Linked DNA regions of Mus musculus: regions 1, 2, 4, 5, 6 and 7 are each linked to region 3. Evidence: chromatin contacts called from public promoter capture Hi-C data. All regions are on one chromosome and are shown on one strand. The core of a region is the stretch at or near the end of the contact, and the rest is flanking DNA. Distances in the headings are between cores, read along the strand shown. Region 1 holds the start of Lactb (lactamase, beta). Region 2 holds the start of 2300009A05Rik (RIKEN cDNA 2300009A05 gene). Region 3 holds the start of Clpx (caseinolytic mitochondrial matrix peptidase chaperone subunit). Region 4 holds the start of Iqch (IQ motif containing H). Region 5 holds the start of Rab8b (RAB8B, member RAS oncogene family). Region 6 holds the start of Aph1c (aph1 homolog C, gamma secretase subunit). Region 7 holds the start of Tpm1 (tropomyosin 1, alpha).

Evidence for each region. Promoter capture Hi-C pulls out the DNA fragments that hold promoters and counts their contacts.
Region 1: a contact with region 3 is called in a promoter capture Hi-C map of erythroid cells, with 37 times the contacts expected there. The contact joins the promoter of Lactb here to the promoter of Clpx in region 3. A contact is called at or near these places in 2 of 39 promoter capture datasets (erythroid cells and pre-B cells) and 1 of 484 Hi-C or Micro-C datasets (pre-B cells).
Region 2: a contact with region 3 is called in a promoter capture Hi-C map of erythroid cells, with 29 times the contacts expected there. The contact joins the promoter of 2300009A05Rik here to the promoter of Clpx in region 3. A contact is called at or near these places in 2 of 39 promoter capture datasets (erythroid cells and liver) and 2 of 9 other capture datasets (adipose tissue and liver).
Region 4: a contact with region 3 is called in a promoter capture Hi-C map of erythroid cells, with 18 times the contacts expected there. The contact joins the promoter of Iqch here to the promoter of Clpx in region 3. A contact is called at or near these places in 2 of 39 promoter capture datasets (erythroid cells and pre-B cells).
Region 5: a contact with region 3 is called in a promoter capture Hi-C map of pre-B cells, with 4 times the contacts expected there. The contact joins the promoter of Rab8b here to the promoter of Clpx in region 3. A contact is called at or near these places in 2 of 39 promoter capture datasets (erythroid cells and pre-B cells) and 1 of 9 other capture datasets (liver).
Region 6: a contact with region 3 is called in a promoter capture Hi-C map of erythroid cells, with 12 times the contacts expected there. The contact joins the promoter of Aph1c here to the promoter of Clpx in region 3. A contact is called at or near these places in 2 of 39 promoter capture datasets (erythroid cells and pre-B cells).
Region 7: a promoter capture Hi-C map of pre-B cells shows a contact between it and region 3, with 2.9 times the contacts expected there. The contact joins the promoter of Tpm1 here to the promoter of Clpx in region 3. A contact is called at or near these places in 2 of 39 promoter capture datasets (erythroid cells and pre-B cells), 1 of 484 Hi-C or Micro-C datasets (CD4 T cells) and 1 of 9 other capture datasets (liver).

What each region holds. Positions count from the first base shown.
Region 1 is chr9:66,973,827-66,976,869 of GRCm38.p6, forward strand. Lactb (lactamase, beta) reads right to left here and starts at 1,658. Exons shown (of 6, transcript NM_030717.1): 1 at 1,215-1,658; 2 at 892-958. The coding sequence starts at 1,565.
Region 2 is chr9:63,397,385-63,400,661 of GRCm38.p6, forward strand. It overlaps 2300009A05Rik (RIKEN cDNA 2300009A05 gene), which reads right to left and starts at 1,860. Exons shown (of 2, transcript NM_027090.1): 1 at 1,492-1,860. The coding sequence starts at 1,837. Gm16759 (a long non-coding RNA gene) reads left to right here and starts at 1,933. Exons shown (of 5, transcript XR_003948339.1): 1 at 1,933-2,068.
Region 3 is chr9:65,292,615-65,295,848 of GRCm38.p6, forward strand. Clpx (caseinolytic mitochondrial matrix peptidase chaperone subunit) reads left to right here and starts at 1,646. Exons shown (of 14, transcript NM_011802.3): 1 at 1,646-1,951. The coding sequence starts at 1,873. It also overlaps the pseudogene Gm16218.
Region 4 is chr9:63,601,169-63,604,335 of GRCm38.p6, forward strand. Iqch (IQ motif containing H) reads right to left here and starts at 1,325. Exons shown (of 22, transcript NM_001311098.1): 1 at 1,199-1,325. The coding sequence starts at 1,249. Aagab (alpha- and gamma-adaptin binding protein) reads left to right here and starts at 1,478. Exons shown (of 10, transcript NM_025857.3): 1 at 1,478-1,603. The coding sequence starts at 1,531.
Region 5 is chr9:66,917,855-66,921,059 of GRCm38.p6, forward strand. Rab8b (RAB8B, member RAS oncogene family) reads right to left here and starts at 1,851. Exons shown (of 8, transcript NM_173413.3): 1 at 1,656-1,851. The coding sequence starts at 1,779.
Region 6 is chr9:66,833,026-66,836,333 of GRCm38.p6, forward strand. It overlaps Aph1c (aph1 homolog C, gamma secretase subunit), which reads right to left and starts at 1,681. Exons shown (of 6, transcript NM_026674.3): 1 at 1,461-1,681; 2 at 134-304. The coding sequence starts at 1,573.
Region 7 is chr9:67,047,515-67,050,559 of GRCm38.p6, forward strand. It overlaps Tpm1 (tropomyosin 1, alpha), which reads right to left and starts at 1,699. Exons shown (of 10, transcript NM_001164248.1): 1 at 1,505-1,699; 2 at 272-397. The coding sequence starts at 1,618.

The DNA of each region.
Region 1 (3,043 bases), core at 408-2,907, 1.7 Mb after region 3:
AACCATCTGTAATGGGATCTGGCACCCTCTTCTGGTGTGTCTGAAGACAGTTATGGTGTACTCATATAAATGAAATAAATAAATCTTTTTTCTTTTTTTTTTAAATGGCTCTCTCAAAGCTTCTAACCTTGGAGAGGGATGGATGCCAGGGTCTCTACATGCTCAGGCTGGCCTCACACACATCATGTGACCTTAAGCTTCTGATCCTCCAGCTTCTACGTCCTGAGGAATGGGATCATGGGTCCATACCACTTTGATTTATGTGGTGCAAGGGATTATACCCAGAACTTGTACCCAAAAGCAAGCACCAACTGAGCTCCATCCCAAACCACTTCAAGCTTGTCGTTAAAAACAAAACAGGTAACACTCTGTCTAGTAAATGTAATAATAAACTGTAAATCATTAAGGACCAGGGATATCATGTATTCTTAATACTTGGTATAGTGCCTTTTACAGAAGTGGGGAATAAAAAAATTACAGAATGAAAGAATAAAAATATGCAGAAACTGACATTTTAGTTACTAATAAGGGTTATCTAATATGTAATAGTGGTAATTTAATGGATTGTTCTACATTCCATTTTCAGACCAATTCTTAAGAGTAAACTGGGAGAAGAAACAGCATTTTGAACACATCCACGTACTTGAGTCACACAATTTAATTATTTACTTTATTTTGCCCTCACACATGGAGGCTAAGCAAGTGAGCTTCCACTGAGCTATACTCCTAGCCCAGTTAGTTACATTTTAAACTTTCCAGTGATAAATAAAACAGCCTGATTATTCTAGGGATACATTGTCTCTACAAATGTGCCACTTTTTGCAACTCCAACCTGTAAAACATCAGTATTTTATTTTACCAATAACAAAATGGGCTACCTGCTGAACTCACCTTCTGACCAGACTTCTTTTCCATCTACAGAAACTCCAACCACGATGCCGGGGGCACCAACCTCATCCTAAGAGAAAAGAAAGACCCTGGTGGTTCAAAAGTAGACTGACTCCGCCCACTCTGCGGTCCCGCCCACCAGGAGGGCAATGGTTCTGCTCCGATTGCCCTGGCCGTCGGAGTGCACAGGACTCTAAAGGGGAAGGGGCGGGCCCCTCCGCGACCGGTGACCTCAGCTGCTACTTGAGCAGCCCTAAGAGCGTCAGCCCGCGGCCAGGCAGTCAGAAAAACGGAAGCCGCCGCCCTGACGCCCACTGGGCCCGCACCTTGATCCGGTGTAGCAGATCGCGGCTGCTCTCGATGGCTCTGGAGAAGCCCCTGGCTGCTGGCGGCGCAGGCGTGTGCGGGCTCCCCGGGCTCAGGGCCTGCTCGTGCGATAACTCGGTAGTGCCGGACGCCTCGGGGTCCGCGGGGGACTGAATGGGGACGGCGCCCCGCAGCCCGACCACCAGCTTCGCGCCGAGAGCCAGCCCCAGCCCGAGCCCCAGGCCGCCGGCCCAACCAAGGCCCAGCACAGGCAGGCCCGGTCGCCTGTGCGCCCCGCGCCGCCCTCCGTCCCAGGCTGGGCCTGCGGTGGCCGCAGCCCGAGCTGTCACGCTTGACAGGAGCCGGTACATGTTGCCTCCGCAGAGCCGGCTGCCTCCTAGCTTGCTCCGGCTTGGCCCGCGGCGGGCGGGACGAGGGGGCGGGGCTGAGGCGGGGCTTTACAGTACCTCTCAGTCAAGGCCGGGTGGGTGAGCGACGAGCGCATCGAGCGCCTGGTCCTCGTCTCCTTTCTAGCCTTCTGGCTACTAATCCTCTTTGGTTCCACCCCTCCTTTTCTTGCTTTCTTTTCCCTCCCTCTTTTTCATATCTTTCTTCCTTCTTTTATCTTCTCCTTTTCCTCTCTCTTCTCTCCCTTTAGCTCTAACCTCCCTCTCTTGTTTTCTTTTTCTCTCGCATCCCACATTCCTCCCTCTATCCTCTTTTCTCTTTCCCTCTCTTTATTTCTGATTCTCTCCTCTTTCTCCTTCCCACTTTAGTTTCTACCTGTCCCTCAAGCCTCTCTTTTCCTTTTCTCCTCCTCATCTCTCTCCTTTTCCATGCTTCTTCTCTCTCACAACACACATGATATCCTTAGACAAGTCTCCTGTCACAGCAACACCCTCTTGCCACCTTATGCCTATGTTAACAACACTCGCCCCTTTGTTTGACTGAGATGCACAGTGGTTAAAACACTTGCCATGCAAACACAAGGACTGGAATTCAAATCCCCAGTATCCGGGTGAAAATGCCCAGTGGGCATGGCGCCTACCTGTAACGGATTGAGAAACCCAGCCTCAATCCAAAGTTAGAAGCGCAATTATAGATGGTTTCCAACATAGTCTGGGACGTTCTCAGGCAAATGCTAATATGCATGTATATACATGCACACACACAAAAGTGGGAAAAAGCAAACCTGATGTGGGTTTTTTTCATTCTTTTAGGAGAATTTTATGTCTTGACTCGCCTTCCTGCCCAGTGACAATCATTCTAGCAAACATTAATCATCGTAACTGCTCTGGAGATTGGTTGTGTTGTCTGACATCAGTTCCATGAGGAAACTGGAGTAAAGGGAGGCTAAGGGATTTGTCTAAATCTACAGAGTTGTCAGGTGATGGCCCAGAAATGTACCTTCTCAGCCTTCCTCTCTTGTCAGAGGGTTTGAAGGGTTCTACGATCAGAGGCGTGGGCGGTGAATCAGCTTCCCAGTGGTGCGATGGATGCAGCTGCAGCTAGTATTATTACATGGCCAGGGTCCACTGGGCGCTACAGCTGCCCTTCCACACCCAGTCCTGTTCTCTGAAGCAAACTCTAGCCAGGCTACTCTCAGTTCTCTTCCTGAGTAGGAAACTCTTCCACAGTTTCTCACAGCTCAAGGCTGCGTTGCTAGAGTGACCCTATCTTTCTTCAAAATACCTGCCTGAGAAAGATCAGAGTTTCCAAACGCAGTTACTGTTTGTTCCAACCACCACTGGAAAACAGAGCTCCTGTCCCCCAGTCTGTGGCAGAGGGTAGGAGCCTCACGTCATAAGTGCCAAATAGCAAAATGGGTGGATTCATGTGGACCAAAACC
Region 2 (3,277 bases), core at 610-3,109, 1.9 Mb before region 3:
AAGAACCAACAACAAAAAACCCTACATCTGTTGTATTTCTGAAAAGGTTTTACTTTTCTGTGTGGGAAGTGTTTTTTTTTTTTCTTCTTTTGATGTCTTAATGACCTACAGCTAAAAGATAAACCCTTAGTCATGACAGGTATCTTTAAGGAAATGTTTATTTTAACCTGTGACATTTTATATAAGGGATTCAGCCTATATAGTTTACCTATGGCTTGACCTGCTAGGGTTTCTTTTATTATTAATTTTATTTTTTTACAGTCTAGCTGTTGCCCTCCTCCTGGTCCCCCTCCCACAGTTCCTCATCCCATTTCTCCTCCTGGCCTACTAGTTTTCCTAACCTATATCTCAGTATTTGGAAAAGAATGACTCCTGCCAATTCTGAAAATAATAAAATAAACTCATTTCACAAATCTAATTTGTTAGCATTTTGGCTTTTCCCATAGTTTCATACCAACCTCAGGATTAGTTGACATACACTGTATAGAGTGGATCAAACAAGTTATGAGACACATTGGTGTATAATCTCCTTCCTGGATTTTCCAGGGGGACAATGGCTCAAAAATCCCGTAAGTGCTATTTGAGTTATTATAAGCAGAAATGCCCATGCTTTATTAAATTGAATGAACTACCAGACTATATGTAACACTAGTACGGCTACACAGAGTTTAGTGTTAATTTTGGATTGAAAAAAAAAAAAAAACTATTTGGAGGGGGAGGGTGAAGGGGATAGGGGATTTTCGGAGGGGAAACTAGGAAAGGGGATAACATTTGAAATGTAAATAAAGAAAATAATCTAATAAAAAAGTTAATAAATCCCTAGACAGCAATATTTAAAAAAAAACTATTTGGATTATACTGGTTCTGCTTCCTTGTATAGAGTTTGAGTGACTGACATCTAAGTTAATATTTTTTTTAGCAGCTATTAATAGGTCCGAAACATCTTGAGGACTTGAATTTTTCCCTAATCTATAAAATGCTGTCACATCTACAATCCGTGATATTGACTCTTCTGCCATTAGACCACAGAACACACACATCTAGCAGGAGGACCGTCAGAATTAGATTATCTTCAGGAATATAGATACTAAAGGATCTTAAAAGACAGCATCTTTTAAGTCTAGCACCTGAGAAAATATGATGTCTGGAGAGAACCTACTGCTTTTAGCAAAACACAATTGCTGAGATTTCACAGAAAGACAAAGAAACTTTAAAAGTCCGTCCAGTTTTTTGTCCTCCAAAGGCTCTTGGTGATGAGCGCGGGAATGACTCTTGCTAAGCAACTTCGGAGCCACTGTCGGGACTCACTCCTCGCTGCCCTGGGCAGGGTTCTCCCGGGTGGACAGTGGCAGGGCACGACCTCAGGGGTGCTGCAAGCAGCCCACCGGGGATGCGAAGGGCCGGCCCTGGAGAGCGAGCAGCGTGCTTGTGGGCCAGCGGCCGCCCTGGGATGGAGGAGTGCCTGGGTCAGACGAGGGCGCCGCCACTCACCCAGGTTGATGACCTTGAGCGCGGTGAAGAAGCGGTCCTGCGGGGCCAGGTCCTGCCAGGGCGCCTTGGAGCAGTGGTACTTGATGAAGGGGAAGCAGCCGGTGCGCAGGACGTGGTAGTTGGCGCCCAGCACCGGCCAATTGAAGTGCGACAGGCCGAACTGGTCGTTGTGGACCGCACTGTAGGGCACGCAGAAGGAAGTCCAGTGCGGCAGCCGCCGCTGCAGCAGGTGCTGCGTCAGCACCTCCGAGGCGCGGGGCTTCGGGCGGGAGGCGGCGCCCGAGGCCCAGGGCCGGCACAGCAGCAGCCGCAGCGTAGCCTCGTGGGCCCTCCGCAGGGCCTCCATGGCCGGGGCACGCCGGGGAGCCGGCCCTGGGCCCCTGGGGCCGGGCCTCTGGGGGCGGGGTCAGGCGAGTGTGCGCATGCGTGTTCCCCTCACCACCCTAGGCCAGGGCGGGGGACACCCAGCGGGCAGCGCGCGGGTGAGAGCGCCTTGAGGTGCGGCGCGTGCGCACAGGACGGGACGGGAGGGCGGAGCGACTGCGCAGATCAGGAAAATTGTCACCTCTGGCCTCAGGTAACCTCGGAGCAGGGAGACAATGTTAAAACAATCCTCCACAGCGACAAACCCGGTCTGGCTGTCAGGCGCTGGGCTCCAGGGAAATCCTCAGGGATGCTGAGGTGCTTGAGGTGTGCACAGGAAAGTGAGCTGACACCAAGGCCTGGCCTTTGCCCGGGCTGGACGCTTGGTGACCTCAGACTGCACGTATGTGCAGATGTCCTCACAGTCGTGTTCACTGTCCAGACTGAATCCTACCTAGATAGTGCAAGATAGGGTCCCAAGCCAGATGTGGCGCTTGCCTGGAATCACAGCCCTGAAAAGGCTGAGATGTGAGGATGGGGAGGTGGAGGCCAGCCTGGGCTACATAGAAGAGCAAGTCTCAACTGCCTCCCTGTCCCCGCACCACCACCCCCAAAACCCGAAAAGCAGTCCTATGTTTTCTCATTTAGTGCCCTAAAGCTCAGAAAAACTTCCCTCCTGAGAACACAGTAAATACTAGGACCGGAATTGGCAGTCACCAACCTTTAACAATCTCAGTTACCCATGAAAGTGTAAGGGAAGCATTTCTCAGACTTTCTGCTAGCATACAACCTCATGTCTAAAGTATCATTACTCTTATATGTCCTCAATTTTTGTGGGGAGAATGAGTAAATAGGATGAGGTTTCTGGAAAGTACCATATGCAAATGAAGTAATTCTCTGTGTTGGAACTATATAACAATTATTTGCTGAAAATTCAAGAAGGATGTAGAATAGTGTGATGTTTAAAGAAGATTTGTTTATTTTGTGTATACAAGTGCTCCATTTTCATGCACACCAGAAGAGGAAATCAGATCCCATTACAGATGGTTGTGAGTCACCATGTGGTAGCTGGGAATTGAACTCAGGTCCTCTGGAAGGGCAGCCAATGCTCTTAACCACTGAGCCATCTCTCCAGCAACATTTTTGTTTTTATAGTCACCAGTTTTGGGTTAGTCAACATTGAGTTCATTCCACAAATATGTTAAATATTTAGGGGGGTTTTGCAGTCATGCAAATAGTTTGAACTTTATAAGATTCTCTATTAGATATCGATTTTTAAAGAAAGATTAGGTGAAGTCATGATATATTTGATATGCAGAATAGCTAGGAGGACTATTGAAGGGAGGTAGGGAGCTGCAGCAGAACTGTCATTTTCAAAGTAAAGTTTTAAAAGCAATGGAGCCCTTTTTCAGACAAAATCTGT
Region 3 (3,234 bases), core at 396-2,895:
ACGTTGCTCTTGCAGAGGTACCAGGTTCCCATCACCCACATGGTGATTCACAGCCATGATTAACCCTAGGTCCAGGGGATTCAACAGGCACACTTGTGATGCACTCACATTCATGCAGGCAAAATGTTCCTATGCATGAAGCAAAGATTTTTAAAAAATGTGTGTGAAGCCGGGAGTGGTGGAACACGCCTTTAATCCCAGCACTTGGGAGGCAGAGGCAGGCGGATTTCTGAGTTCGAGGCCAGCCTGGTCTACAGAGTGAGTTCTAGGACAGCCAGGGCTACACAGAGAAACCCTGTCTCGAAAAAACAAAAACAAAAAAACCCATAACTTCTCTTTTTGGGCGGGAGAAGCCAGAGACAGCCCTCTTGGTTTGCTCACAGCATCCATGGAGGGAGAGCTTCTGAGAGAGTCTAAGAACACAGTTGGAAAGCAACATACTGAGAGGACTTGAGTCTCTCCTCACAACTGTATTCCTGGATGCAGCTGAAGAAGGAGTGGGTCTTAGTGAAGAAAGACAAGAATTCTCTTTCATCTCTGAAACTTTACCATGAGGTGTTACCACGAGTCAGCTCTCTAAGAAAGAACCCTGTAGTAGTATGAACCACCTGGAATTCCCCTTCTGTGAGCTAGACCCGGGGAACTGGAAGTCACTTTTCTGGCTGGAGATTGACGCTGGTTAATGTAAGTGAACTGGTGTTGATCCTGGCTTAATTCTCTTTCCTCACAGTTTCTGTCTAAAGGTTCCAGCAGGGTGTGGTACAACTCGGTAGTCTCATCTAGAGGTGGGAGCACAGGCATCAGATGTTCAGAGCCATTTTCAGCTACAGAACAAGTTCCAGGCCACCTAGCAATTTGGCGGCTAGAGTTGATGATATATATATAATTACTCTGGCATAAATTCCAAACCAAACCCAAATAAAACCCATATGGTGTTAGAGGCAGTACTCTTAAATTCGAGGTCAGCCTGGTCTACAGAGGGAGTTCTTGGACAGCCAAGGTTACACAGACAAACCCTCGCTCAGAAAACCAAAACAAAAATCCACACAGGCAACTAGCCCCGACTGAAAACTTTATCATCACAAAGCTTGAAAGAGCAAGGAAAGCTAGCTCTATCCAGCTTGTTGCTCGGAGTGGGAGTGGGATTAGGAGACCATTTCCATGCTGCAAATGAAACGAAACAGCGAACATAAAGGAAGCCAGGATATAGAGTCCATGAAGGAAGGAACTTGCCGAAGTGCAAGCGCCTGGTAGTTACTGTCTGTTTATAATTATTATGTGGGATTATGGTCTTTACCACTGAATTACATTCTTAGTTTTCGGATCACTTAAAAAAGATCCTCACCTTTTTGCGCTTTTATTTCCCCTGCTCCTAAGAAGCGTAGGGTCAACTCCCGACACGGCGCGTGTCTCTTTGGGTCTAAAACTTTTTAACATCCGAATAAAGAGACTTCCCGAGAAATTAGGCGACCGCAAAATTTTGGGTTCGCCGCTTGCCGTAGCGCGCTCATTGGTGCCCAGGTTACCGCCCCATTCTCTGGAATCACGTTAGTCTCCACGCATGCGCAGCGTAAACTCACGCCTCCTCCTGGGTCTAGGACGCAAGCGCGCGCACGCTCCCCGGCCGGGGTGGGCGGGGAATGGGGGAGAGTAGGGAGGGAGGGGAGGAGGGGAGGAGCCTACTCCGGTGAGTAGAAGGCGGTGGGACGCTGGGATCGTCCAGGCCTGGCTGCCTGGTGGGGAAAACGCTGCGCCAGCATAGAACCGACGGAAGGGAGCGGAGCCAGTCAGCGGAACACTCGCGCGACACGATCGGGTCGCTGAGCCCCCTCGATCCTCAGGGCGCGAAGCCCTGGCCTAGGCCCCGCGGAGATGTCCAGTTGCGGCGCTTGTACCTGCGGCGCTGCGGCCGCCCGGCTTCTCACCACTTCGCTCACCTCCGCGCAGAGAGGTAACGAAGTAGTCCCGAGCCGGTGCCCGCTCTGGGCTCTCGGCGAGTGAACCTGTGGGGATCCCGGGGGGAGAGGAGGGCTTGAAGGCTGCGAGGCGCTACGAGCCTCTGGAGTACCTGGCTGTCGGATTGGAAGGAAACCCGGTGGGCTATCGCTGGCCTGTGAGCTCTCGGGCCTTCGGAGTTTGGGGGCTGGAATGAGGCCATCTCGCCTCAACTCAGGGAGAACAACCGAGTGCGACGCAACACTCGTTAAAAGTGTCCCCCGTGCAGCCCTTCTTGGGGCCTGTCACTTTTGGGGAGTCTGTGCCCGGTTGTCGGGCTAGTCGCCTGGACCGGCAGCGCAAGGGTGTCACTGACATTGTGCGGTCTCGGGGACGACAAGACGTAAACACAGCTCGCTGGCCTTCCAGATATTTGGGAAACTTGGGGTCCCAAGATATTTGGGAAACTTGGGGTCCCAAGAAAGCAGCGGGGAGGTGGGGCGAAAACGACCGCTGGAATTCCTGAAATACTTAAATTTAGCAACAGTCATTCGCCCGCTTCCCCAGCTTGACAGCTGGGATCAGCCTCTAAGAGTGGAGTGGCTCTTGTTTACTTTGCTTCTCTATTCATCAGGACCTGTGACAGAGTGCACACCTGCCAAGAGATTCCGGGAATGAAACCCGTTTTTCTTTCCCACAAGTCTATGCATATCAGATTGTAAGGCTAGGTCTTGTTAGGCTCTGAACTTACAGATGTCTTTTCATGACGATCCTTGGATCAATAAAAGCAGTTTTCCTTTTTTTTTTTTTTTTGACTAATTCTAAAATCATCATTGTCTACTAACTGTATAATTGGCAGTTTATAATACACATGAAATGGAGTAACATAGGCGGAAGCATTTAGTATTGACACGTAAGTGTAAGATTTAGTCTTAAAACATTGCCACACCTCAAGTAGGTGTCCCAGTTCCAGAGGTTTGATTTGTAAACACTGGAAAGAAACATAATTTTAATGTATTGTTTGACCTACATTCGTTGAGGGCTTAAGGTATTACAGTTTGGTACTAGGGGTATTAAATTCATCATGTTTAAATTTGGTTGACAACAGCATTAAAAAGGGTACGTGTTTTAGACAGGAGGAGTTCTTGATAAGATTTAGTCAAAGAATTCTAGCTTCAGCCCGGAGGTTATAGCACATGACTTTAGTTCCGGCAGTCTTTAGGCAGGGGCAAGCCAGGTCTCTGGAACTCTGTACACCAGTCTTGGCCTTGGATTCAGATTAAAGGCCTGTGCCACCAC
Region 4 (3,167 bases), core at 75-2,574, 1.7 Mb before region 3:
CCAAGGACACCCAGAAGAGAAGAACTCTTCCCAGCTCTCCTCCCAACTCTTCCCAACACCTCTCCCAATTCCTCAGCTAGCTGTTAAAAGCCCCCTACTGTCACCACTCGGGTCGAACTCCCCTGCCCTGCACTGTGGAGGGACTTCGTCCTCAGCTAGCTGATAATAAAACCTCTTGCAGTTTGCATCAGGTGTGGTTTTCTCTCGAGATGTTGGGGTGTTGGCCAGCTCATCCCGGGACTTGAGCAGAGGCCCAGCATCGGGGGTCTTACAGAACTTCTTAAAGTGAGACCATCTTAAAGGGACCCATACCTAAACACGGAAAAAAACAAAACAAAACAAAGCAAAAAAAAAAAAAAAAAAACCAAACCAACCTAGCTGTTTCAGAAAAATTGTTCAACTGTCACAAACTGAATTACACTGGAGAAGTCAAGTCTTTGAGAGCTTTCTCCCTAGATTATAAATAAGATATTTCTCCAAGTTTTCATTTTTTATGTTGTTTTGTAATCCAGGTGATCTTAAAAATATGTTTGGTAACGCACACCTTTAATCCCAGCACTTGGGAGGTAAAGGCAGGCAGATTTCTGAGTTGGAGGCCAGCCTGGTCTACAGAGTGAGTTCCAGGACAGCCAGGGCTACACAGAGAAACTCTGTCTCGAAGAAAAAAAAATTTTAAAAAAAGCTTGGGTGTGTGTTCCCAAGCAAGCAGTGACTATTGTAGGTTAAGAAGCACGGGTCCCATAGCTCACGTTCTCTTCGAACTTCTCACCACCTCCTAATGATGAATCTGTTTCTCCTTCACATCCCCAAGCCATGGATGGACTTTAAACATTTCATAATTTATTTTTAAATGGTGCCTTGAGCACCCCAGCCTGCTAGTACAGATTGATAATCCCAGTTACTCAGGAGGCTGAGGCAGGAGGATCACAAGTTCCAGGCCTGCCTGGATTGTAGAGGGTGCTCCAAGACAGTCAATGACCATCTGGGCCCGAAGTATAAGGAAGACAGGTGATGCAGCCTAGCGGTAAAGCACTTGCTTGGCGCTAGCATGTCCTGTGTTCAACCCCCAGAGCATGATGCCCTAAAGTGTAGGCGTTTCCTGCTATAGGGCCGAGAGAATAAATGGTGGTGCTTGGGATCACAGGTTTCGGGGTTCGAGGGGAGGTCTGTGCGGCCGCCAGCCCGGCCTGTTTCCCACCTGGATTAGGATGGATCCAATGGGGTCGCTGTCCTCCTGGGCCTGCGCCATGACTAAGGAGGGCAGAAGACACTAGGCTCCGGAGGTATGGCCTCCTGCGGAGCGCTCCTAGATGGTGCGGGCACCCGTCACCATAGCAACGCGGCGCGCGCGACCGGCGCGCTCCACTGGAGGAGCGGGGAAGGGGGGTGTGAGGGCCAGCCGGAGCCTCGGCTGCCCAGCGCGCGGCCCCGCCCAGCGCGCGTGCCCGGATCATCTCCCCCGCGTGCCCGCTGCAGTGGTACGGCCCAAGGCGGAAGCAGCGCCGGCGCGGAACCCGCTCTGCCGCAGCGATGGCTGCCGGTGTACCCTGCGCGCTGGTTACCAGCTGCTCCGCCACCTTCACCGGGGACCGGCTGGTGCAACGTGAGTAACCCGACGTCTGAGCCGGGCTGCAAGGCCCAGTTCAGAGCCATGGGCGCAGGGCCGGCGACCTCTCCCGGGCTCTGCCCGAGCTGGGCCCTAGGCTCCGGCTCCTCCGCAGGTCTCGGCGCCAGGCGCTTAACCTTCTGCCTGTGTAAAGTGAGGCCGGTTTCTGACCTCCCGCCTCAGGGGTGGTGGCAAGCACCCCCTAAGATGATATTCAAGACCCCGGAAATTGTGCTCTTAGACGAATGTAAGGCGCTGGAGTTGCGGTGTTGTGTTTGGGGGTTATGCCCCTGCTGCTGGGGTAGTGGTTCCTCTTGTGAACTGAAGTGCTCAGCAAAAAAACAAAAAAACAAACAAACAAAAAATGCACGCGCGTTAGTGTTCTGCCAGGATGATGGACTGACCAGAACTCCTGTGATTGTGGAGAGCTGGAATTTTAATAACTGTAGCCAGATTCTCGTGGACTGTCTCTAGTCTCCTTCTTAGCCATTTGTTGCCCACTTCTGTGTCTGACCTAATATCCTCTGACTATCAGGTAAAGTCCTTTTGGGAATAAGCAAACAGACCCCCTAGCTTCCATCAACCCAAAGGCTAAGAATTTTATCAGTTGGTGTCTGAGGCCTACAGCAAGGGCTTCCACGATGTGCTGTAATCCACCAACCTGTTGTTCCCCTCAATGTATTTTTAGAACATCCTGATATGTAGCTTTGTTGTTCCTATAAGAACACCATGGAATTGTTATTGCCACGTTGGAACATTTGACTTGAGGCACCCCTGATTCCTGTTCCCTTTTCATGATCCCTCATATTTGGCTCCAGAATAAACGCTTACTCCCTTAGAGATGAGAGCTGTGGGCGTTCTTGATTCCCTCCCCTTGATTGTGTGTGTGTGTGTAATGTACATACATGCATACTTGTGTGTACATGATATTTGTTGGGTGCCCCCTCACTTGCAGTTACATTTCTTGAGTTCTTTCTGAGGTGAAAGTTCCCCGGAAAAAAATGAGTTTGAGGTGTTACTGCACCCAGTGCTTTTGCTTCTGGACCCTAAGGGCTATAAAATTCAGGGTTTTGTTTTTGTTTTTGTTTTGTTTTTTTTGCCTTTGTTGTGCATACGCGAATATACGTGTGTGTGTGTGTGTGTGTGTGTGTGTGTGTGTGTGTTTTCTGCTTTTTAGTCCCACTGCTCTGTGCATACTGAGCGTGGCACTCTACCTCAGAGATAAACCCCAGCCCCACCCCAAAATGAGCTCTGAAATGTAGGTCAGAGAGACTAGTGAGCTAGAGCTGAGGAGGCAGCTCACTGGCCAGGTCTATGGCTCTGACTGTGGGCAAGTCACTGAACCTCTGCCCTTCATCTTCCTATCTGTGGGCTGAGGATTATGTTTGGCCACAGGCCAGCACGTGGCAAGCATTGGATAAGTGGTTGGCCTTATTATAAAAGCGTATCACCTGTTTAACTCAGGCTTTGCTGAGCCTTAAAGGGGGCACATGAAGAGGTGTCCTGGGAGACCGTGGGTGCTGGCTTGCAAATGCGGCCGAGCCTGTAAAGCATCGTGCAG
Region 5 (3,205 bases), core at 601-3,100, 1.6 Mb after region 3:
CAAATATTTAAACACGGATTTTGTTTTGTTTTTAATTCAAGGTTTTTTTCCTGCATAAATGTATGTACACCATGTAAATGTCTAGTCCCCACGGAGGCCAGAAGAGGGTGTTGTATTCCATTAGAATTACAGGCAGTATGAGGTGCCAAGTGAGTGCTATGAACCAAACCTGGGTCCTCTGTAAGAGCAGCAAATCCTCCTAACCACCATAGCAACTTTCCAGCCCCTTTGACATACTTATTGTCAACACACTAGTTCCCCATTACTTGTGGATCACCTGGAAAGCCATTTGAAAAATGCTTTAAATAAGCTAGTATTAGAGGCCAGACAACCAAAAAGCTGATGAGTGAGTGGGCCACTGGACTGCAGCTATTTAACAAAGGAAATAATGTTAAGGTCATCCTACTGAAGGTTTAAAAGCAGTTTTGATGTGTTCTTCAGTTTACAACTTAAAGATCCTGTTTACCTGCACACAATGTCTTTTACTGAAGATACAAGAGCAGCTCCCAGTGAAGAGTGAGAAATTTTTTTCTTGAGTCAATTAGAAGTAATTGGGAAATATACAGTATGTTATGATTCACCTACAAAGTAATTAGAATCAAAGGAAACTACACAGGGAGGCAGGCGGAATGTACAGTCAATCACTTGGCTTGGATGTTACCAACTACACGAGCTCAAGAATTTACAAAGTTGAGAAACTTACTGCTGCTTCCCAAGACACGGAATAAGGCGGTGAACAATAAATTTCTTCTAACCACATCATCTCCCAAAGTCCCCAGCCCCTTTAATTCCTATAAACACTCAAAAGATTTTTAACACCCCGTAGACATTACTCCATCATTAGTCACTTTTTAAATCTCGATTCAAAGATGTCAAGAGAAAATGGAAACCAGCGTTCCCAGTTACTAGGGAAAGTCCTGAGCCCCGCGTTTTCCATTTCCTCTCTGATCTCTCAACCCCTGCACTGCATCCCCTGCTTCCCCTTCTCCTTTCTAGTTAACACTCAGCTCGCCTTCACTTTCTCCACCAAGTAGCCTCAAGTCGCCCTCGGGTCCTCCTGAGTCCTTCTCCCACCTACAATCTTCTGCATTTTCTCTTGGCATCTCTGTTCACACCTTTAGAGTCAATGTCGTTTTATCGCTTGCCTCCTGATCATTCAGTCAGTCATTCCCCTCAATTCCCTGTTGACCGCCTCCTAGTCTCACTTCTCTTGTCCCTGGTGTCCTCTGCCCCTTTACTTCATTTGAAGCCCCTCTTTGAGTCCTCAAACCTTCATTTCCCTCTTCACATTTCCTTCCTCTTTCCTGTCTTTCTAACCCACGTTCGTATTCACTCTCCCTCCCCTCCTTCTCTTTCCGTACGATTTCCTGTGTTCCCCCGACTCCGTCCCTCTGGGACGCCGCTGCCGCCGCCGCCCCGGAGCCCCCTCGTGTCCCCAACACCCCTGGTTTCCGATTGCTCCGGTTCCCTTTCGTCCGTCCGCAGTTCCGCATCCCCATCCGTCCCTTTCAGCCTCTCCGGCTCTCACTGCCCTCTCCGCGGCCCTTCGGGGTCCCCTTCTCCGGTCGCCAAGCCCTCGCGTGCCCTCTCCCAGGCCCCCAGGCACCCGCCCCCCTCGTCTCAGCTCCCGTCCCGGGCCGCGGCCGCTCCCTCACCGATGGTGGAGATAAAGGTGGTGTTGAAGGCGTCCTCTGAGAAGCGGAACAGGAGGCAGGTCTTGCCAACGCCGGAGTCGCCGATGAGCAGCAGCTTGAACAGATAATCGTACGTCTTCGCCATCTTCTCACTCCGGCCCTCTCTGACCGCCAAGAGCAAGGAGGCGGTGGAAAGCAGCGCGGAGGGGGGGCCTCTGGCGAGGGGGCGTGTCTGCCAAGCCACCCGCGCCCCGCCCCGCCTCTCGCCCCACCCTCTTGAGGCGACAGGCTCGCTCCTCCCCGTCCCAGCCAATCTGCCCGCGCCTTGTCATCACCCTCCGCCCCGCGAGGCTTTATGGGATTTGTAGTACTCTGGGAGAGCCGCGGGCGTGCCTCGCCCAAACTGTCCGAACAACCTCCCTGGATAACAAATCTGAGTGATGTAGGGTGGTGTGTTAAGACTTTCCATCCTTACAGGGAAAAGACGCTTCGTTTCAAACTCCTCTTCTTTTGCCAAGGGAACTTGACTTTGTTGTTTCTTTGTTTATGGGCATCTTTCAAATCCAAGACCTCGGAATCTAAGTCCTGCAGTTCGCTCATCTACTTGCCTGAACCCGGAGCTCGGCAAGCTTTCTTTGGAGATGCAAAGGTTCACGAAGTCTGTGAATTAGCTGCAGAGTATTACCCAGCCTCTCCCGTTCCCGCCCATTTCCTAGGCCCCCTTCCACAGCCCTTCAATTATAGAGCTCAAGGAGTGATGTTAGCGGGCTAATTTCATTCCCACTTGTGCCTTCTGAACTACAGGCCACAGCCAAATGCGATGATCATTTTAGAGGCTCTGCTTCATAGATACCGCCTCGCGCACCGCGGGAGGATGAATTCTTGAGAAAGAAAGAAAGAAAGAGAGAGAGAGAGAGAGAGAGAGGGAGGGAGGGAGGGAGGGAGGGAGGGAGGGAGGGAGGGAGAGAGAGAGAGAGAGAGAGAGAGAGAGAGAGAGAGAGAGAGAGAAAGAAAGAAAGAAAGAGAGGAGAGGGGAGAGAGGGGAGAGAGGGAGAAGAGAAGAGAAGAGAAGAGAAGATAAGATAAGAGAAGAGAAGAGAAGAGAAGAGAAGAGAAGAGAAGAGAAGAGAAGAAAGATGTGGGAAGGCTTGTGCTACGAACAGCTTATAAAATAGCGCCACCTGAGACAGGTGACGGGAACTTTGGCCATAGAAGATGTAGAGATTTAGATTTGGATTTAGTCTTTGCTAAGCCACTTCACAGCTGTGTGAAGTCTCACAGGCTTGACACGTCTCAGTTTTCTCATCTGTAAAGACGAATGAAAAACAAACTACTTCATAGGTTGTAGTGAAAATTAAATACTGAGTGTGAAAGCACTTTGAAACTTGGTAAGGTGCTGTGAAGTGTAGGTGTTAGTTGCGTTTAAATTTATCACTCCTCAGGAGGCTTTCAATTAATGGGTGGCAAAAGGAAGGGAGGAAATAGCACTTTGATGTATTCAATTCAAGCCTTCATTATTTATTACCCTAGACTAATTCTTTATTGTTCAGTGCTCTTTTATCTGCAAGTGG
Region 6 (3,308 bases), core at 431-2,930, 1.5 Mb after region 3:
CGGGCGGGCGGACAGGCAGGCAGGCAGGCAAGCCAGGTCATAAATTTAAATACAATTTTCAGGCTAGAAATGTAACAACCACCAAATCATAATTCAAGTCTAACTGGGAAAATAAAACAAACATTTAACTTACTTTAACAGCTTATAATATGCGAGCCTGAACAGCTCTTGGATACAGACAGAGAGCAACGCTCCGAAGATGAGCAGATAATTCTGTACTGATTCATCTCTGTTGTTAGTAATGACTCTCACTAGGAACCAAAACATGGACGAAAGCAGGAGAGACACCAACCAGAAGAAAGCACTGGAACGTAGAAGACAAAAGTCACGAGTTAACAGAAGCACAGGAAACAAATATCTTGATCTTTTTTAGGAAAGAACCCCTTCACATGGTATTCCGAATCAGCATTTGCTAATCAATGGTCCATTTTCCTCCTAGTGAAAAAACAGTCCAAGAGGAACGTCAGATGCCCTCAACAAGGACGATTCAGTGACCCTGTCTGTGTACACCAGAACACTATCTGCCAAGGACTGGCAACGAGGAAGTTGGTTACTGCTTTGCCTCATTGGTGTGCCATAGAAACATATAACCAGTGGCTGTTACAATTTTCATATCCTAGAAAATGTGAATTTAATGGCTTAGCTGTCTGTAAAGATAAGTATCTTTTCTGAAGGAAAACAAACACCTACACCTGTATTTATTGTGTGCACCATGGAAAACTCAGAAGTTGAAAACCCATGCTGTGGTCTAGTTGTTTTCCAGGCCCGGTTCTTACAACCTTCCTGTGGACTTTAAGGACACAGCAAGCTTGACGTTCAACAGACTCTATTGATTTTTAATGCCAACAGCGAAGGAGCACTATTTATTACAGGAAAAAAGAACGCAGAGAGGCTGGAGTTCCTGGCTAGCCAGTGAGTTGCCTGGGTGCCAAGTCTCAGAAACTCAGTCTCAGCAGGTGCAAAGGGATCAAGACCGCAGTCACCAGCAGAGTTAGATATTTACCAAGTTCTCAGCAAGACTGGTCAGGTGTTGCAGCGGTTTTCTCAGGCTTTCACCATTGGCTGCACCCCAACCATTACCCAGGGGCCTACAAGAAAAATCTGAGCCCAAATTCCTCACAGGCATTCTGAGTCCAAGAACGGGGGTTGAGGAGGTGGACAACTGATCCCCAGGTGTCTTTAATGGCAGAGAGTGAGAACAGCTCTTCGATGCCGCTGAGCACTGAGTGAAATGAGAAATTCCTACGGAAAGACTAAGGCTCCATACACGAATGTATCCACTTATTCCCATCTTCCACAGAAGCCAAGACCCGCAGGACTCGCCTGCTCAGCCTGAACCCCCTCCCCCCAGTCTTGGACAGTCCCACAAGCTGGGAGCCACTGGGAGATGGGGATCCCGGGGTCGTGGAAACCCAGGAGAGGGAGGGACCCGCGGTGTCCGGGACTCGGCTCAACCTCACCCAGCGATGAGGAAAATGACGCGCAAAGGGTCGGTGGCGATGGTGAAGAGGTAGAGTGCGAACGCGGGCCCGAAGGCGATGAAGGCGCAACCGAAGAACACAGGCAGCGTCATGGTACCCACAGAAGCCAGTCCCGGGGGACCTGAGTGGATCCGAGGTGACTGGGACGATTTCTTAGCGGAATGCGGGGCGGGGCAGGCCTGCCAGGTACTCCGGGCTCGATCAGAGAAGGGGGCGGAGCAAAGCCCGGGAGGCGGGGCCTCGAGGTGCTCCAAGGCTTTTTTGAGCGGAGGGCGGGACGTACGAGAGGCGGTGCCTTAGGGGCGGTTTCTGGCCAATCAGAGCCTGGGGGCGGTGCAGGACACAGCCAGTCAGAGCAGAGGGCGGAGCGGCGCTCTAGATGAAGTGCCTTGAGATGCTCCGCGGCTTGTTTTTGCAGAGGGCGGGGTGGAGTCGAGGAGGCGGGTCCTCGAGCTGCTCCACAGCAAGGCAGGACTGGGCGGGGGCGGAGCTCGAAAAACAGAGCCTGTATCGCACAACGGTCAGTCGCAGAGGGGTGTCCAGGCGGATCTCGGGAGGTAGTTCCAGGAGGTGCTCCAGGCGCTGAGAGCGAATGGCGGTGCAGGATTCGGGAAGCTATTTCTTGAGAGGCTCAGAGTACTGTTAGAACCTGTGCAGCGGCATCGAGAAGCTGTCAGAGAGGCGGTTCCTCGAGGGGCTCCACGTGCTGTCAGAACCGGGGCGGCCTCTAGTGTCTCTGCGTGCGTACAGCGCAGGGGACAGGGCCTCGAGGGGCTTCACAAGCGGTCAGAGCGGAGGTGCAGCCTGGAAGGATTCGGTGTGCGGGCAGGCTGGGCAGCAACGCGGCCTCCTGGGACTCCACGTGCCGTCAGACTGCGGGGCGGGGCCTTGAGGGCTGGGCAGTTCTTCAGAGCACTCGGGGTGCTGAGAATGGAAAGGGGTCCTTCAAGGTTTCTTCTCTAGGTTTCTTGGGGCAATGAAAGTTGCCCGCCGAACTGGGCGGGCGCCTAGACCTCCGAGAGGCAAAGGGCTACACCAAGCCTCAGACTTGCCAGCGCTGCAGGTCCTTATTCCAAAGCGTGGCTCACTGAAGACTTAAAAGCTGTGCCCCAGCCCTCTTGCCTGTGGGTACACATTGTCCCTGGTGCTGGCCAACTGTAAGGTGGTCTAAGGGAGATTACCAGGCCACTTTTGTGCTGAAGGTCAATTGAAGTAAACAGCAGGACAGGGGCACGGTTCCTTTAAAGTAAGTATTTTTTCTGTGTCCGTGGTTGCAGGAATGTGGGGCTCCCATCCTATGTAAAAATCCAACTGGGCTGGTATGACCCAGGTGAATCATCCCCTATGGAAAAGGAATAATGAAATACTGACGAGTTGTTCTGACAAGTTGGTTTCTGTGCCACTAACAGCCCTGATCTCCAAAAACTTAAAAAATTTTAAAGGCATTCTCTAATCATATCTGAATTTAAATTTCAGGACAAACAACCACAGCTATGTTAAGAATGCTACAAGGTTAATATTGACTAATTACATTCATGTTTGTGGAGAATTGAAACGCTGTAGATACAGAGCCAATATCTTGGGCTATCTAGCCTCTTTAACAGCTATTCATTCCCACCTCTGCATCTGCTCTAATGCCCTTGTGACTATCACGTGACAGGTTTTTTCCTTCATATTTACTACTAGCCTCCACAAACCCCAAAGCTAAGAATGTCATCGGATTGCAGCATCTGACACCTGTAGCAGAGATTTCCCTGCTCTGCTCTGCCCCACTTACCTGATATTTCCAATAATGCATCTGAAAGGGGCCTTGATTTATTACTTTCT
Region 7 (3,045 bases), core at 449-2,948, 1.8 Mb after region 3:
TCCCAGCTTCGTACCCACCCACCTCCAACCAAAGGGGAGGAGGTAAAGAAGAGGAAAAAGAGAAAAAGGGAAAGGACGGAATAAAAATGAAACGTGAGCAGCAGTAGAGGCGGCATCCAGTGCTCTGGGCCACGGCCAGGCTGTGTGCAGGTGTCCCTGCAGGAGGAGGTTCGCCCTCTTCCTTTGCTCTGCAGCCCCTGTGGTGGCCCCCCGCCCCCCAGAGTGGCCACACGGACAGGAGGTGAGGGAGGCAGTGTGAGCGTGCACTTACATCTGTGGCCTTTTTCTCCGCCAGCTCCAGTTTCTCCTGGGCATCTTTGAGAGCCTCGGAGTATTTGTCCAGTTCATCTTCAGTGCCCTTGAGTTTCTTTTGCAGTGACACCAGCTCATCTTCCAGCTGGGAGTTGGCAGTGGAGTACGGGGAGGGGGGAAGGGGGAGGGGGTGGGGTGCGGCAGGCAGCGTGATCCCGCAAGGTGCGGGTTGAGGGTGCATAGACCATAAAGGACAGGGACAGCGGGAGAGAGAGAGAGAGGGAAAGACAGGGAGGGAGAGAGAAAGAGAAAGAGTTAGCCATTCGTGTGCAGTGCCTCGCCGCGCGCCCGGGGTACCTTGGCGGCGGTCTCGTCGGCAGCCAGGAGGCTGTCCTCCGCCTTGTGCAGCTCCTCTAGCACCCGGTCCCGCTCGTCCTCCGACGCCCGCAGCAGCTTCTCTTTCGCTGCGATGTCCTCCTCGAGCTGGGGTAGCGGCGAGCGGGCGCGGGCGGCCGGCATGGACCGGGTGGGAGACACATAACAAATGGGTGCCAGGTTGGCTGGAGCCCTGGGGCTAAGGGATCGCTGCTTTGGGGCTCAAGGGACCCTAAGATATCTCTCCCAGAGATCTCACTCAGTGACTCATCTCGCACACCACCCCCCAACCCGGGACCACACGCTCCGGCCGGCCGAGGACAGCAAGCTCAGGTTCTCAATTTGAGGGACTGCCGAAACATGTCCTTGTTTGGCTAGCTTTCCGTGTGTCTCCCATTCTGTCCCATCTTTGTTCTTAGGAAATAATTCAGTGACTCCCTCCTCTTCCCTTCAAAGTCTTCATCCCGTGTTGAGGGATCTTTCTCCCCAACCAAAAAGTCCAAAGAACTTCGGACACCTTAGGACTTGAGCCTTGCTCCGCTCCCCCACCCTTCCCTCCAGGCAACCCGGGAACTTGTATCCTTTCTCTCTTCCTCTTTCAAAACTGATTCCCAACCCTAAGAGTCAAGAGCCTCTCTAGGGAAGAAGCTCAGTGGACCTCGCAGACCGTGGGAGTCAGAGAAGGGCCACGAGCGTCCTCGGACGAGACAGAAAAGTTAGAATCAGTCTAACTCTCGCGCTTCTCCTTTTCTTTTTTAAACGTGCGCCCCTGGACACCCTGGCTGGGGATGGGATGAGGAAAGGGAGCCAGTTCGGGTCCCGGGGCTGAGCGACCCACGCTAAGCTGGGGCATTGGAGGTTGGGGATAAATGCAGACCTGCTTGCTCCGGTCTTCCGCCGCCTTCTTATCAGCCTCCGCTTGCTCAGCTCGATCCAAGGCGTTCTCTTTGTCGAGCTTCAGCATCTGCATCTTCTTCTTGATGGCGTCCATGGTGGCGGTGGCGAGGGGCCCTTAGGCAGCGGAGCGAGAGGAGACGCGAGCGCGGTGGGGTAGCAGAGCCGGAGTGCGAGCGCGGAGCTGCCTGCTGCTCCCTGATATGTACTTTCCCAGGGGGGCGACCGCATTCCTTAGGACAGCCAATACTTTTTTGGAAAAGCTTGTTCCTCCTTCCCCCTTTCCCAGTCTCCTGCCTCCGCCCCGTGCCCCCTCCTCGCTCCTCCCGCGGGGGCCCGCACGCCCATTCGCTGCCGCCTGCCGGCCTCCCAGTTGACGGTGGATATGACTATATATGGGGACCCGAGCCTCCGAGGCCGCGGCCGGGCGAGGCCGTCCTATTTCTAAACCTGCACGCCTGGGAAAGAGCGCCGGGACCTCGCTGGAGAGGAGCCCGGCACTGGGCGAGAGTCTCTAGCCACCTCTCAGAGCCATCGTCTGGCGGTCAAGGTCCCCAGAAGAGCCTGCCCGGAACCACCCGGAATAGGGCAGGTGGTGTGTGCGCACCGGCTCACTCTGCCTCCAGGTCCTGGGGTGCTGCTCATTGTAAGGTCCGGGGGCTGCCAGTCACGGCCACTGCCCCTCCCCTCTGGGCCTGGGAGCTCTCGGTACCCAGCTGGGTCCTTGTGGCAGCACTCAGCCCACTCACCAGTTGTCGTCCTGGGCTCTCACGGTCTGGACATTTCAACCAGAGCAGAGAAATAGAGGTGGAGGAAGGTTTGAGGGCCATTCCTGAGACCCTGTCTCTCTGCCCCTGATAGTGGACATAGTGACACACAGGCAGTCTCGAGTCTTTTCACCAAACTGGGGGTGGGTAGTAAAATACTTTAGGGACTTAAGGCCCAAAAGTGCCTGCGCTGTGCTTTGGAAAGGGCAGAGGGAGTGTGTCAGTGTGTAGCGGTCTAGGCGTTTTTCTTCCCTGTGGGAGTCAGTGGTGTGAGTGTGAGTGTGTGTGTGTGTGTGTGTGTGTGTCTGGTCTTTAGTCATCGGCAGCTGTGATTTGTAACAGCTTCAATGCTGTAGCTTCCCTCCATTTATTCATTTGCATGTTTTACTAGAGTCGGTTACTTATTTGGGGGGCGGGGTCATGGAGGTGCATTCGTGCTTTGGTGGACTGTAGAGGTCAGAGAGCAACTCTTTAAGAATCCAACACAGGGGGCTGGTGAGATGGCTCAGTGGGTAAGAGCACCCGACTGCTCTTCCAAAGGTCCGAAGTTCAAATCCCAGCAACCACATGGTGGCTCACAACCACCCGTAATGAGATCTGATGCCCTCTTCTGGAGTGTCTGAAGACAGCTACAGTGTACTTGCATATAATAAATAAATAAATCTAAAAAAAAAAAAAAAAAAAAAAAAAAAAAAAAAAAAAAAAAAAAAAAAAAGAATCCAACACAGGTCTTTGTGCTTGATAGCAAGCTCCTTTA